3 separate regions of the Mus musculus genome follow, and all the other regions are linked to region 3. Evidence: chromatin contacts called from public Hi-C and promoter capture Hi-C data. All regions are on one chromosome and are shown on one strand. Each heading gives the region's core, a stretch centred on a gene start, on an enhancer-like site or on the middle of the called end of the contact. The rest is flanking DNA. Distances are from core to core; before and after follow the strand shown. Region 1 overlaps Prex2 (phosphatidylinositol-3,4,5-trisphosphate-dependent Rac exchange factor 2). Region 2 overlaps Prex2 (phosphatidylinositol-3,4,5-trisphosphate-dependent Rac exchange factor 2). Region 3 holds the start of A830018L16Rik (RIKEN cDNA A830018L16 gene).

The links. Promoter capture Hi-C pulls out the DNA fragments that hold promoters and counts their contacts. A called contact is a pair of places that touch in the nucleus more often than the background predicts.
Region 1: a contact with region 3 is called in a promoter capture Hi-C map of embryonic stem cells, with 2.3 times the contacts expected there. The contact joins the enhancer-like site here to the promoter of A830018L16Rik in region 3. A contact is called at or near these places in 3 of 39 promoter capture datasets (embryonic stem cells and hippocampal neurons), 4 of 484 Hi-C or Micro-C datasets (cortical neurons, embryonic stem cells and hematopoietic stem cells), 1 of 115 datasets of contacts at active chromatin or transcription factors (embryonic stem cells) and 1 of 9 other capture datasets (adipose tissue).
Region 2: a contact with region 3 is called in a Hi-C map of cerebral cortex, with 2.1 times the contacts expected there. The contact joins the enhancer-like site here to the promoter of A830018L16Rik in region 3. A contact is called at or near these places in 5 of 39 promoter capture datasets (cranial neural crest, embryonic stem cells, hippocampal neurons and 2 more), 4 of 484 Hi-C or Micro-C datasets (cerebral cortex and embryonic stem cells) and 1 of 9 other capture datasets (embryonic stem cells).

The regions. Positions count from the first base shown.
Region 1 is chr1:11,275,726-11,279,989 of GRCm38.p6, forward strand. All of the region lies in intron 37 of Prex2 (phosphatidylinositol-3,4,5-trisphosphate-dependent Rac exchange factor 2), which reads left to right. Among named protein-coding and RNA genes, the nearest start is that of A830018L16Rik, 140 kb to the right of the region's middle. Within about 2 kb of position 2,301, at least 18 of the 459 cell types and tissues checked have an H3K27ac peak or open chromatin away from gene starts, as enhancers often do. A contact at or near this core is called in embryonic stem cells, where this site is marked.
Region 2 is chr1:11,175,384-11,179,361 of GRCm38.p6, forward strand. All of the region lies in intron 25 of Prex2 (phosphatidylinositol-3,4,5-trisphosphate-dependent Rac exchange factor 2), which reads left to right. Among named protein-coding and RNA genes, the nearest start is that of Gm24173, 43 kb to the left of the region's middle. Within about 2 kb of position 2,663, at least 16 of the 459 cell types and tissues checked have an H3K27ac peak or open chromatin away from gene starts, as enhancers often do. A contact at or near this core is called in cerebral cortex and hippocampal neurons, where this site is marked.
Region 3 is chr1:11,411,374-11,415,613 of GRCm38.p6, forward strand. A830018L16Rik (RIKEN cDNA A830018L16 gene) reads left to right here and starts at 2,732. Exons shown (of 14, transcript NM_001160369.2): 1 at 2,732-3,264. The coding sequence starts at 3,196.

The DNA of each region.
Region 1 (4,264 bases), core at 1,051-3,550, 140 kb before region 3:
TATTCAAGGCAAGCTTTTCTCAACGGTATTAATGTAAGACTAATTAATCAATACACTGTAATATTTATGTCCCAAGTAGGAACAAAATTCACCTAGAAATATTAACTGGCAGATATTGAGCAGGAAATGCAACCAAGTCTTATGTATTTGCTATAAGGAACCAATTCTTGCTTTTGCCAATATGTATTATCCTTTCAATGCATTTACAACATTTCTGAGTAGATTTAGTGACTGCGTCCTATTTACAAATAGATGCCAGTTACAGATTATAAAGAAATTAATCTTGTCTTTTAGAAGCGCTTGAATACCATTGGTACTTATTAGGGGTTTGCATGATTTTTCAAAAGGTGTGTATTGAATACCTACTAAGTACCAGGAATCAGAATACACTCTAGAAAGCCTACAGTTGACAGGGATACAAGTCTTGAAAGACCCCCGTTTTGGGGAGACTCTTGCTCAAATCCTGGGATGAGCTGATGCCCCAATAACTTGAGAGAAACCGTTCTTGATGCAATATCGCATGAGGTTTAATCAGGAATCAGCATGTTGAGGCCGAGTTTGTAACCCGCACAGGGACAGAGGAGATCGACCCCCAGCAGTTGCAGTCCAGGGTTTTTAAAGAATAAACCATAAAGTGAGGGAAGGATAAGATAAACATCGTAAAAATGGGGATGGTGAATTATAGCTCATCTCTCAAGGAAAGTGAGGGGAAGATTAGATCACAAAGACTGGGGAAGTTGAGTAAACCTTCTTGGTCCCTTACACAATGGGTCAGGCTCCTGGGTGGGTCACCCAGCTGTCACCATCTCTTTCAGGATAAAGGCCAAAGAACAAAGAACTCCATGCTGGGCTTCGTTTCTAGGGGTCTAAGAAACACATTGTGTTGGGGTCTTACAGTCTAGCCTATTGGTGATGGTACAGTAGTCATTTTAATAAAATTGGATAGTTGTTAAGACTATACTATGTACTGCATGTAATAAATAATATGGTTTGTTTTTATGTAATCCTGAAAATAAAAAAGGCACTATGAGATATGCACTATCATTTAACTAGATTTATAAGGGAAAGGCATTTAAGGAGATTAACTTGTTCAAGGTCACTGAACTACTATTTCACATTAATGAAATTTGATTATTGTTGACACTATACTGTGTGCTATATGCTCTATGGTAAATAATAAGATGGGTTATATTTATATAATTCTGAAAAAAAATCACTCTGAGATTTGCCCTATCATTTAGGGAAGGTATTTAAAGAGACTAAATAGCTTGTTCAAGGTCACAGAACTATCTGCAAAGCCAGAATGTTATTCAGACCCATCTCTCCAACATCTGTTTTCTTAAATGTATACCCTCCTGCTGAGTAGGATATAGGATGGGACTTAAACCAGTGCCCACTGACAGAATATGAAAAGCATTTTGTGCAAAGTAGGGGCTGGTTACTGCAGAGGATGTAAGCTGTGGGGTTGAAGCTTGTGGTAGTTAGCCGAAACCACGACTACATTGTGAAGACCTTATACTTCATCCAGAAGACCTAAGCCATTCACATAATTGCATTTTCATTTGCATTTTAAGAGGACAAACATCTTAGTGGAGGAAACCAGGACGAGGCCACACATAAGGGTCAGGGTGAGGTTGTATCAGTATACACAATAGATAGCATTAGTGATATAGTAGAGAGCGGAGATTTAAGAGGTAGTTAAAAATAGAAAATGAATAAGATTGGAATGTTCTTTGGTGACATAGTAATTCATTGCACACATGCATTGATTTCCTGGGAATGGATAAGTTAAACTTGATGCTGTGGGATTGATGATCATACACCACCTTTAATGGAATGTGGAGAGACCATCAGAAATCACTCCAGAATGGACTTATGAAAATGGCAATGGTTGGACCACGTTTTTAAAATCCTTCTAACCTGTGTCCTTAATAAATTAAATTTTATTTAATAAATTAATTTTTTTCTCAGGTCAATGAACCTCTAACATAGCTGGTTCATTAGATTTCTTTTTATTATAGTCCAAAGAAAAGGAGCTGTAAGACCCAAAGAGCCTTAAGTCCAGGAAGTCCCACTCACAGAAGCACAGAGCTGGAGATTGATGCAATAAGCAAGAGGTTTATTGATCCAGCGCACTGGGGTCGTCCTGCAAAGGGGCAGAAGCGACCCTAAACACACAAAACACACGCCTTTTATTCAGCTTTTGTGGGCGGATTTTGGTAACAGCTTGAGCTGGTTTAAGCCCATTGTTAGCCCTAGCTGACCTTTTCATTCCCCCCTTTAGAAATGGTAATTAGCCGCTCCCTTCTGAAGAGGCTAGCCCCTGAGCTGCATTGATAGCCCCAGGTGAGGTGAGGTCTTAGTCACCAGAAATGGGAACTGAAATGTAAGTGGTCATTATCTGCACCTGCCTTGTGCTTGGGGCTTTCTTGTAAAGCTTGTTTTGTTGGGTCATTCCAGGAAGGGAGAATTCCTCACAACCTTCTAGTGGATGACCCTCAGCGAACTATTCTAGCAAGGTCTTTCAGCAGTCCTCTTACATTTTCTATGGTCACACATTCCCACAGAGCCACCAAAATAGTCCAAGAAAAAGGAGAAAACTGAGAATAAGCACTTACACACATTTCTATACAGGTAGAACTGTCTCTTTAACTCAAATATTGTTAAATGAATGGGTCAGAACAGACGATGCTCAGGAGTATGTGGAACCAGGTGATCAGTGGTGTCTCACACCGATTAAGAGAACATGTGATGAGTCACCAGAATGGCTCATGTTCTTATACATTGCCTCCCATCATTATTCAGGGGGCTAAAATAGGTATTGGGTACTTTCCTACAATTCGAATAACCAGATAACTACAACCTATGAAAGCAGCACCAAGAAGCACAGCACCAAGAAGCAAAGACAATTAGCTCCCTAAGAATGCTTTCCCAGTAGTCACTTGAACAAAGAGAATCGGCTTTTAATTTAAGGAGAAATAACCAAGGTTCCCACTGAATGTGGGAAATAACCATTTTCTAAGATCTAGATCTGTAAAGTTCTAAATATACATCAAAAGCTACATAAGATATATTTCATATTTTCCCAGGTGTCCTCAAATTCTGCAGGATGCTGTGCCCTTGGAGAATTTTCTTTTCTTTGTCCCCAAGCCTGAGGACAGCATCAGAGCTCAAATATTTAAAAAACAAACAAACAAAAACATTGCTCAGGTTATATTTGAGTCATCAATATACACCCATAACTCAGGGATGGTAGTGGATATTTTAGGCATACTTTTGAGTTCTTCATATGTATTGTGACACAGAAAAAGGTTTTAAACTAGTGATCAATGTCACTTATGATATTTCAAATGTGTGAAAATAAATACTGAGAACCCCTTGTAAGAGTTATATTTTCTATATCCGATTAAAGTATTTTTAGATGAATATACACATGATACTACTTCATGACTTTCTGTGGCTCCAAATGTTGTTTATCATAAGTCTGGCCTTCCATGTGCTAAATTTGTTGTATTGAGTTATAGCCAGGACTTGAATCACAGACACACACACACACACACATGCACGGGTGTGTGTGTGTGTGTGTGTGTGGCTATTTTAATACTGGCTCTGAGAGACAGTACAAAATTATTAATTACTGACCAAAACACCAGTACTTCTGTCCCTGTGTCCACTGAGAGCAAAGGAATCCAGTACAGTACCCAACAGCCACACTAGGTCCCACATCAGCCTTATTCTGACTCCACTGTAACCCTAAGGATGTGCAGCATACCCCCAAGTGTTCAATTTAACACACCTGTCCCTGAGAGACTGTTGTACTTCAATCTGAATAGATAATAAATGAGTCAATAGACCTTGGAAGGTTTGAAGATATAATTAGAATTAAACTGATGCTATTGTCTGTGATTATTGAAAATGTCCAAATATGCAGAAGACCCCATGGTTTTGAGTTTGTTTTGTTTTGTTTTGTTTTGTTTGTTTTGTTTTGCTTTTTGAGTCAAATTTACTATAAGGGAGTCATGAAACATTTAAAATAGAAGGATAACATGTGCCAAAAGCTGCTTCATGGAAGATTGAAAGTATAAAATTCTGACCATAGTATATAGTAGATAGGAGTTAATACAGGGATGAAATAAAGCATTTTACATGTAAGCAATTTTGAGGCTCTAAGTTTTTCATCATCGGTGAGCTTCTGTTAAAGAAGGGCCCAGAGTTTCATCTTAGCACCTTGTGCTTGTAACAGTGAAAGGGAGAAAACTGTGGT
Region 2 (3,978 bases), core at 1,413-3,912, 240 kb before region 3:
TGGAGGCAGAGTGCTCCTCACATCAGAATGATGTGTGCTATAGAGCTGAGGATGAGCCTGAAGTGTTGGATTTGGAGGAGCAGAGGGGAGAGGAGAGCATTTACAGTTAGCCCACCTGCTTCCCAGGCCAGAGTGGCCTGTGGCTTCCTAGAGAGTCCCCGCTGGAGCTGGGGGCTGGAATAATGCAATGAGTTGAGCAAAGGAGGTTAGTAGGGGAAGATCTGTGGGATCGACTAGATACGGGGTGAGTGAGGCTGCTATATGTGTTCTGCTACAAAGCTGAGGATGAACCTGAGGGATTGGATCTGATCGAACAGAGTAAGAGGTGGAGATTTCTGTTCAGCCTACCAGCTTCCCTGGCAGGAGTGCAAGTAGATATATTTTTGAGGGGGAAAATATGAATTAAGGGCTTGCTTCACTTGTTTTTGCTCCTTATATTTAAGGAACTAGTTTTAGCAATGGCTATGTTTCAGTGAACTGAAAGTAATTAAAATGATATATTTTCGATTGAAAGTCCCCCATTCTGTTATTGTGAAAAGCTTTGCCCAGTTCTTTGTGCTCACTGGAAAGGCAACAAGAAATACACAATAGCTAGAGAAGCGAATTTGGTCTTCTCCGTGAACACCATGTAATTTCATTCTAAATATAAACATTTTCCACATAATTTGATCTGCAGCATGATCTCTCTAAAACAATATAGTTGTCCAAATGCCTGGATGCTGCAATGTTACCAAGCTTAACCAATTATTCAAGAGGCTTGTTACCAGATCATTTTCTCACAATGTAATAATGATTATTGGTCAGGGTAAAGAAGCAGATCTTGCAATAGAGAAATTGCCTCAGATCTTGTAGCCAGCCAGCCCTCCTAGGGTTATCCATTCCTATGAGGGACCTGTTATTGAAGTTGTCTTACTTTGATATCTGGGTACCCCATCTCTCTATCTCTTCTAAAAGTCAAACTTCTATCAGCACATAGCCATTTTACTAAGTCTTCCTACTTAGTTTCGGATCCATAGATGGAAACTAGATAAATTTTCTTTGCAGTAATGATAGAAGGGGAAGTTACCAATTTGATGAAAACTTGTTGGTTTCTGTTACCCTCTTAGAAGCTAAATGACTTTTGCCTTTAAATGAGCCATAGGTACGTTTGGATATAAGTAAGAGGAAAATCAGTGGTCCAAAATTCTTGATGGGAGTTTATAATATAGAACTTGCACATTATCCCTAGCATAGACCAGCAAATGGGGAGATTATGGGCCGTGCATGGTAAAGATGGGGACCTGAGAAAAATCCTTGTTTTGCAAGTAGCAGACAACCCAAGATTGAGTGATGAGCTACTACTCAGCAGGAAGTTAGTTCTTAAGAACTTCCAGTATTGATGGTGGAATTATATTTGAACCATTTTGCTGGTAAATATACAAACAGAAACATACCTTCCCAAAAATCACACCACGTGCTCCTGTAGAGGGTACACTGTGATTTTATACTTACTGGCATATTTCATTATTGTAGTTCTCTGTGATAGCTGGATGAGAGGGTTTCTCCAAATTACCTTGGATTTAAATGGTTCTACGATTGAATTGTAATTTTCTTGATGTTTAAGTCATTTTCTCCCCTTCAACCACTAGGGGCTGACAATAAATTGCTGTTCAGTTCATCAAACCAGAATCCAAATATTACCTTTGCTTTCTGTCTGTCTTTTTATTCTCCACTTTAGTACCTTATTAGCATGCTAGTTATGCCTCAGAATATGTCCCTGCCTGTTATGCTACAGTAAGTCACAGTCATCACCAGTGAGAACTGGTGTCACCAGTGTGTTGCCCAGCTGAGCCTCTCTCTGATACACCGTACATTCAGCAGGTGCCAGAGATATCCAGTTTGGTAAATTTGCCTAATACCCTGCTAAAACCATACACAGCATTACATTGTAGTTAAATTACAATTGTCACATGGTATCCAATGGAGACTGTACCCTAAACCCTGGCAAATACCAAAATCTCAAGATGCTCTAATGCCTTATGCAAAATGGCAAAGGATTTGTGTATAATTCACCCTTTTCTTTTTATATATGGAATCACCTGTAGATTCCTTATAACGCTTAATGCAAGTAAGTACTTTTCATATCCTATTGCCTAAGAAATAACAGAAAATGTTGCATACATGCAATGCAGGTAGGATTTATTAGGAAATATCTTTAATGTGTAGTTGCTGATTGATTCCATGGATATGGAACACACAGACTGAGATAGCCAACTGTTGTATTGAGTGTGCTTTTCTAACCTGCAAGCTACTTCATGACTCATCCCAAGTGCATCTCACTGAATTTTAGCTTTGCTACATGTAGTCTGTAATTTTAAAAAGCAGGCTTGGTCCAGCTAGATTCTGGGTCCAGCAGCCACCTGACCTGTTCCTTTTAGCCATGCCTCTCCCACAAATGCAGGCTATGTCTCTCCAGAGCTCTGAGATCACTCTCTTGGCAGCCATCCACCTCAAGGCCAGCTCTGCCCGTATCCACCCAGTGCACGCTTCACCTTCTCTGGACCCCGTTCTTGCCAGCCTCCGATCTACCCGATTATCTCTTTATCCTGGCCAGCTTTGCCGAGCCAGAGCTCTGAGATTGTTCTCTCGCCAGCCATCTAGTTAGTTCTCCAGTGTCCACCCCATCTGGCTCAGCTCTGCCAAACAGTCAGCTTGTGTTTTTCCTGAGAACGCTGCCTGCTTCTCCATGCCCAATCCTCCGGCTGCCTTCTTTCTCTTCCAGCCCACCATAATGCAGTGAGTAAAAGATGCCAGACACCTTTATATTTTAAAACTGACCAGATAACTCAAAGAGTGGGCAAAGAATATCCTGCCCCATCTTTCTTGGCCTCCACAGGCTGCAGAAGCTGCAAACTGTTGGTGCCCCTAGACACCTACATGTTTCAACTTCTCATCTGCCCACACCCAATCTGACTCTGAATCTTCTCTCCTGCTCTTCCTGTCCTGAACAGACAATCTCGCCTCCACATCTTCGCCTTAACAATTAGCTTCTGCTGTATTTATTAGCCAACCAACAATTAGGGAAATAACTAGGAAAACAATCAGAAAAACTCCCCCTACAGCTATAAGCTTTCTACCTCTGAAAAATGATAACTACAGTCCTATATGAAGGTGCCTGCAGTGATTGTTGGACTCTGCATCTGAGGAGGTCTACATGACCAGCCAATCAATTGAACTTCCAGGGTCAAGCTAAGAAAGATCCGTAGACATAGAAGGAAAGTAGATGTTTCTCCTTTCTAGACACGCTAGCCCTTTTGCTGGTGTCTGGTTTCCACTCAACATCATGGTGTTGTATCTCCAACATTGTTCAAAGGGACACTAAAGATCTCACAGATCTGAAGAAACAAGGATTTCTTTGCTCATGCTTCATGTCTACCTTGATGAGCCACAAGGTCACTGTTGTGCACTGTCCTCACTGAGAGGAGCAGCCATGTGCCCCTTTACCTAAAATGCTACTGATTGTTTTGCAAGAGAAAGGAATGATCTGGTTTTGCATAGGCATATGGAATCCTACTGTAAGTAACCGCATACCATGTTGCATCACTTTACACCAGCTAGAGCAGTTCACATAGACATGCTTATTCTCATGAGCTAGGAAGGTATCTCCTCCCACTTGGACATGCACACCAGTGACCACCCAACTTCTCCAGTGTGCAAAAAACCATACTGAGATGATAAATATTGCCTAATTTATGAAGTGTTTGTGTGTGTGTGTGTGTATGTATGTATGTATGTATGTATGTATGTAACAATGTATGTCTATCATTGCAACAACCCCTGCTAAAATAGAATTAACACCTACTTATAATGTGGACTTAAATGATTGAAATGATTACATTTAAGAATGAAAAATGCACTTAAGTGAATTAGTGCCTAGTCCATATTTACCATGCTTACTATTGAGAACTCAACATGCTACATGTTATGATGATGATACTT
Region 3 (4,240 bases), core at 1,482-3,981:
CTAATCAACCATAAAGGTTATAGGTGATTAGAATTATTAAGGTGTAGAGTCATAGGGTTCCAAAGACACAGTTATAAAGAACTTATTCTATAATATATTGCATATTGTAAATATAAGGAAATTAATAATATACAATTCATGGTTTTAAATAGTTCTCAGGTTTAGAGGCTTTGGCCTCTATGTAAGCAATCAACCAAATGATATAAAACAGACTATAAATACCATGAATAGGGAGAAAGTTTAGTCTAGTGGACTGAACCAATCTACTAAAATTTAACTCATTCATTATCATTACGGAGTGCTACATTCTTAGATAGAGCCCTCTCCATGGGGAATGCGAATATTTATAAGCTCCATTTCTACACTATATGATATAAATGGGCTCCATTTGAGAATGAGGTAGTGTGAATGAAAACACAGAGCAGCCTGTTTTATATAGGTGGCTTGAACAAGTACCTGACATCTCCTAACTTTCTACCAGAACTCAGTGATATTCTAATTTCCTTCTCCTATCTCATTTGACACACATTTAATCGACAGATTCCGTCTTAGGCACGTCTTCATAAGATGCCATTCTTTTCATGCTGGACTCCAGCCATAACTCTGGCTGTCACAATTTTATAGAATGTGTAACCCAAATAATCACTTCCCACGAGACATGCCACTGCTCAGCCAGACATTTACTATGTAGTAAGATGGGTGCTGATTATTTTTATTACTGCATGTGATGCTCATCTATGTTCACCCCTGTTTCTCCAGTGCAAGCCTGTGGCAGGCCTATGTACTGCTACATGCTAGTTTTTAATGTTGAAGCTTGATACCTTATCCCCAAATCCACTCCTCCAGTCTCAGCAAAGAAACCAACCTCTTAATCTTCCAACACTTTGTATGGATACTATGTCCTTGGTTAAGTATTCATTGAGGACAGCAGACTCCACAATCCTCACAACATCCCTCAAGAAATCTGTGGCCACAGTATGCCTCTTTACTCTTGTATTAGCACACCATCATTGTGTAGGTGTCAACTACTTCCACAGGACTGAAAGCCACCAGACAAAGGTGGAGCTTTATGCCTCTACAGTTTCAGACTTAATGTTATGCCTACAATGGAGAAGCTGGACAAAAAACTACTTCCAGTAGCAATGGTGTCAGAATCTGTAAGAAATGGAACAACCATGCTTTCTGAGGTAGAGGCTGCATCGCAGTAGTGGAGTGGCTTTGGAAATGTCTCAGTTATGCAAGTTTGGGATACTTAGAGATGTAGCACCCTTACTTAAAATAGCATTATGGGTCTTCTTTAATGTTGCCAGACTAAGTTTTATCTTTTCTGGCCAATAAAATTGATGCAGAACTCCTGGGTTTATGGAAGACTTATTAATTATCTTAATTAATAGATTTGAAGAAAGATCTTCCTCATATCTCTTAGAGGAAGAAGATGTATTTTGATGAAGGCCTGTCCTGATCTTTTAGTACAATGTGGAATTTAAAATACTTGGGCCTTTAGGTGACTCACAGGGCTTCACGCCAAGTCTACAACATATTTAATGTATAGTCAGTATCTCCCAATCTTATGAAAAAGTACATAAGTAACTGTAGTTTTGAACTGTTACAGGAAATACGTGACAGACCAGGACTCCTCACTGTTCATTACTCCTGCCTGTACCTGGTGGGTCATGAGGCTGATTGTAAAAGTAACAGCTCTGACATCTTTCCACCCCAAATCATGTCTGCTTCGAGTTATCAATAGTGGCTAATAGCCCAATTCCTCTAGTAGATTTCGTGTATGTGAATTATTAAAGGCAATTATTATAATACTTCCTGGAACAATCCATTCTCATCTTAACTATTGCACAATGCTTAGATAATTTAAAACGGAGAGAAAAAGCTTGGACAGATACAGGTCACAGAAACCTGAACACAGTGCAGAAAAAGAAGAAATCTACACTGTCGCAGTTGGTTTTAAAGAAATCCGTGCCTATTATTGTAGAGACAGCCAACAGTTTTAGTATAAACGTTCTGATTTGGCAATACAAAATGGTTTAGAACCAGACAACTCATCTTTGGGGTTTTAGTGCTTTATATCGTTTTTTGGTTTTTTAAATGCAAAGAACTCTACACGGAACCTTGTGATAACTGCAGATCTTAACCTTGAAAAGTCGTCTCATAGTAAGAAGGTATGAGGTAAAGTTGATGTGCTTCTGAAGTATCTGGAGGAATAACTGTTGGGTGGGAGCTCAGAGCCCCTGAGCTGTAGCCAGAGGTGTAGCAGACAGAGCTGAAGGTGTAGGCAAACTTGGAAGCAGAGAGAGCTGGCTTGCTTTTGTTTCATCTCCCTGCCAAATGCCTAAGGGTTGCTTCCAGCCTTTGGGTGTCTGTACTTCGGGAATTTTCAATCAGTTCTCAGGCAGCAACGCCGGTTGTGGCTGACTTGCTCAAGGCCAAGATAGATATATCTGTTCCTTTCTTTTTTCTTTTTAACATAAGCAACTTTGTTTTCGCGGCAAAACCCAGCCATAGTTCTCATCTCCGGCTTTTTCTCATCCCAGCCTAGTGAAGGCAGAGCGCTGGGCCAGGAGAAGATCAAGCTGAGTGGTTTGGAACTGCGGGTGTAGCTGCCAAGGAGTAGCCAACAAGCACCAGATTTATGTGCACTTTGAAAGAAGCACCTTTACCATTGGCTTTTTGAGCGGCTCTGTCGCTAGGGAGCGAGCACCGCCTCGGGGAGCAGCTTGGGTGCTGGTTCCTGGCAGCCAGGAGCTGGGCGCACACCGTGGCGCGCTCTGGGCGGTTCCGCGCGCTGTCGCCCCTGCGGCCGGCGCTGTCCCCCGCTCGGCTCGCGAAGGCACTGCACAGACACTCGCCTTCGGCCACCGGCTCCTGCTGCTGCTGCCGCCCAGAGGACAGACCAGCCTCTGCCCGCGATTTCGCCTCGGCGGCGGTGCTGCGGAAAGCGGAGAGCGGGTGGGCGCGAGCTGCAGGATGCGATGTAGTTCTCTCCTTGCCTCGGAGTTGTCTGAGTTGGTAGAGCCTCGCCCGGGTTCCCTGAGCCCTGCTCCCTTCGGGCTCGCTGCTAACGGAGTTGCTAGCCATCGCTGTGCCAGAAAGCTCAGGCTCGGAGCTCCTGCCCTGGGGTAGAGTAGAGCTGTCCCCAGCCGAGGCGCATTGTCTTCTCTCTGCTGACCCATCTGTTTTCTCATGGCATCTCGTCAACAAACCCGAATCCAGGCTTACCTGGAGAAAAACAAGATCGGTCCTCTGTTTGAGGTAAGGAGCCCTGGTGGGGAATGGTCCCGCTCTCTTTGAAGGCGGTGGTGGTGGTGCAGGAAAAAAAAAAAAAAAAATCAGAATTTTCTTAAGCAAAGGTAGGGGGCTGAGCAAATGCGCGGGAGAGGGAGGACTGTCCCACTAGGTGTTCTGGAACGCGGCCCTGCTGGCACTTGGCCAGTTACCTAGACACTGACAGGTGAGCTCTGGAGGGCCTAACTTCAGCCTAACAGGACAATTGGAGCCATCTGACTGTCATGCATCTAGTAGCCATATGGCAGGACTAAGGTTGAGACAGGTAATCCAGGTGTACATCTACACACACACACACACACACACACACACACACACACACACACACACCGGGAATTCACACTATCTTGCATATTGAATTTTCTTCTTTTAAATATGGGCAGTCGTAGAACCTAAAAAGGTGGAGGGGTTGCCCGGCTGGGGGAAAAATGTTAAAGCTGGTCCAGTGGCTGAAACTAGAACCCTTTGCACTGTTCTCAGAGATGGAAAGGAGCAGAGAAGGGTTTTAGGAAAACATGCCTGTTTTCTGAGGACACAGTCTTGAGATGTTTTCCTTCGCCTTCAAATAATTAATGACAAGAACACAGTGAAGAAAAAAGCTAAGCAAGAGGGAAAATCTGACCTAGGGGCAGAAAGCAGGCACCACCTAAGTGCTACGGTTCAGCAGGTTGTCAGGGTGCTGACCCCAAGCTGAGGAAGTGTGGAGTGCCAGGTACTCAAGTAGCCAGGCTCACCTGGGATGCCTGAGGTTCCGCAGTCTGCATTCTTCCTATAGAAAGTCTATCCTATGACTTCCTCGCAGCACATACCTGAAAAGCAGCTTCCTATTGCTTAGGCTGAAGAGCTAGGGAGAAAGAGGAAAAGGATGCATTAGTGATCTGAAAACAGAGCAGCTTCTTGGAGACTAGAGCAGCAGAGATATGAATACCATCGAGGTGAGGTG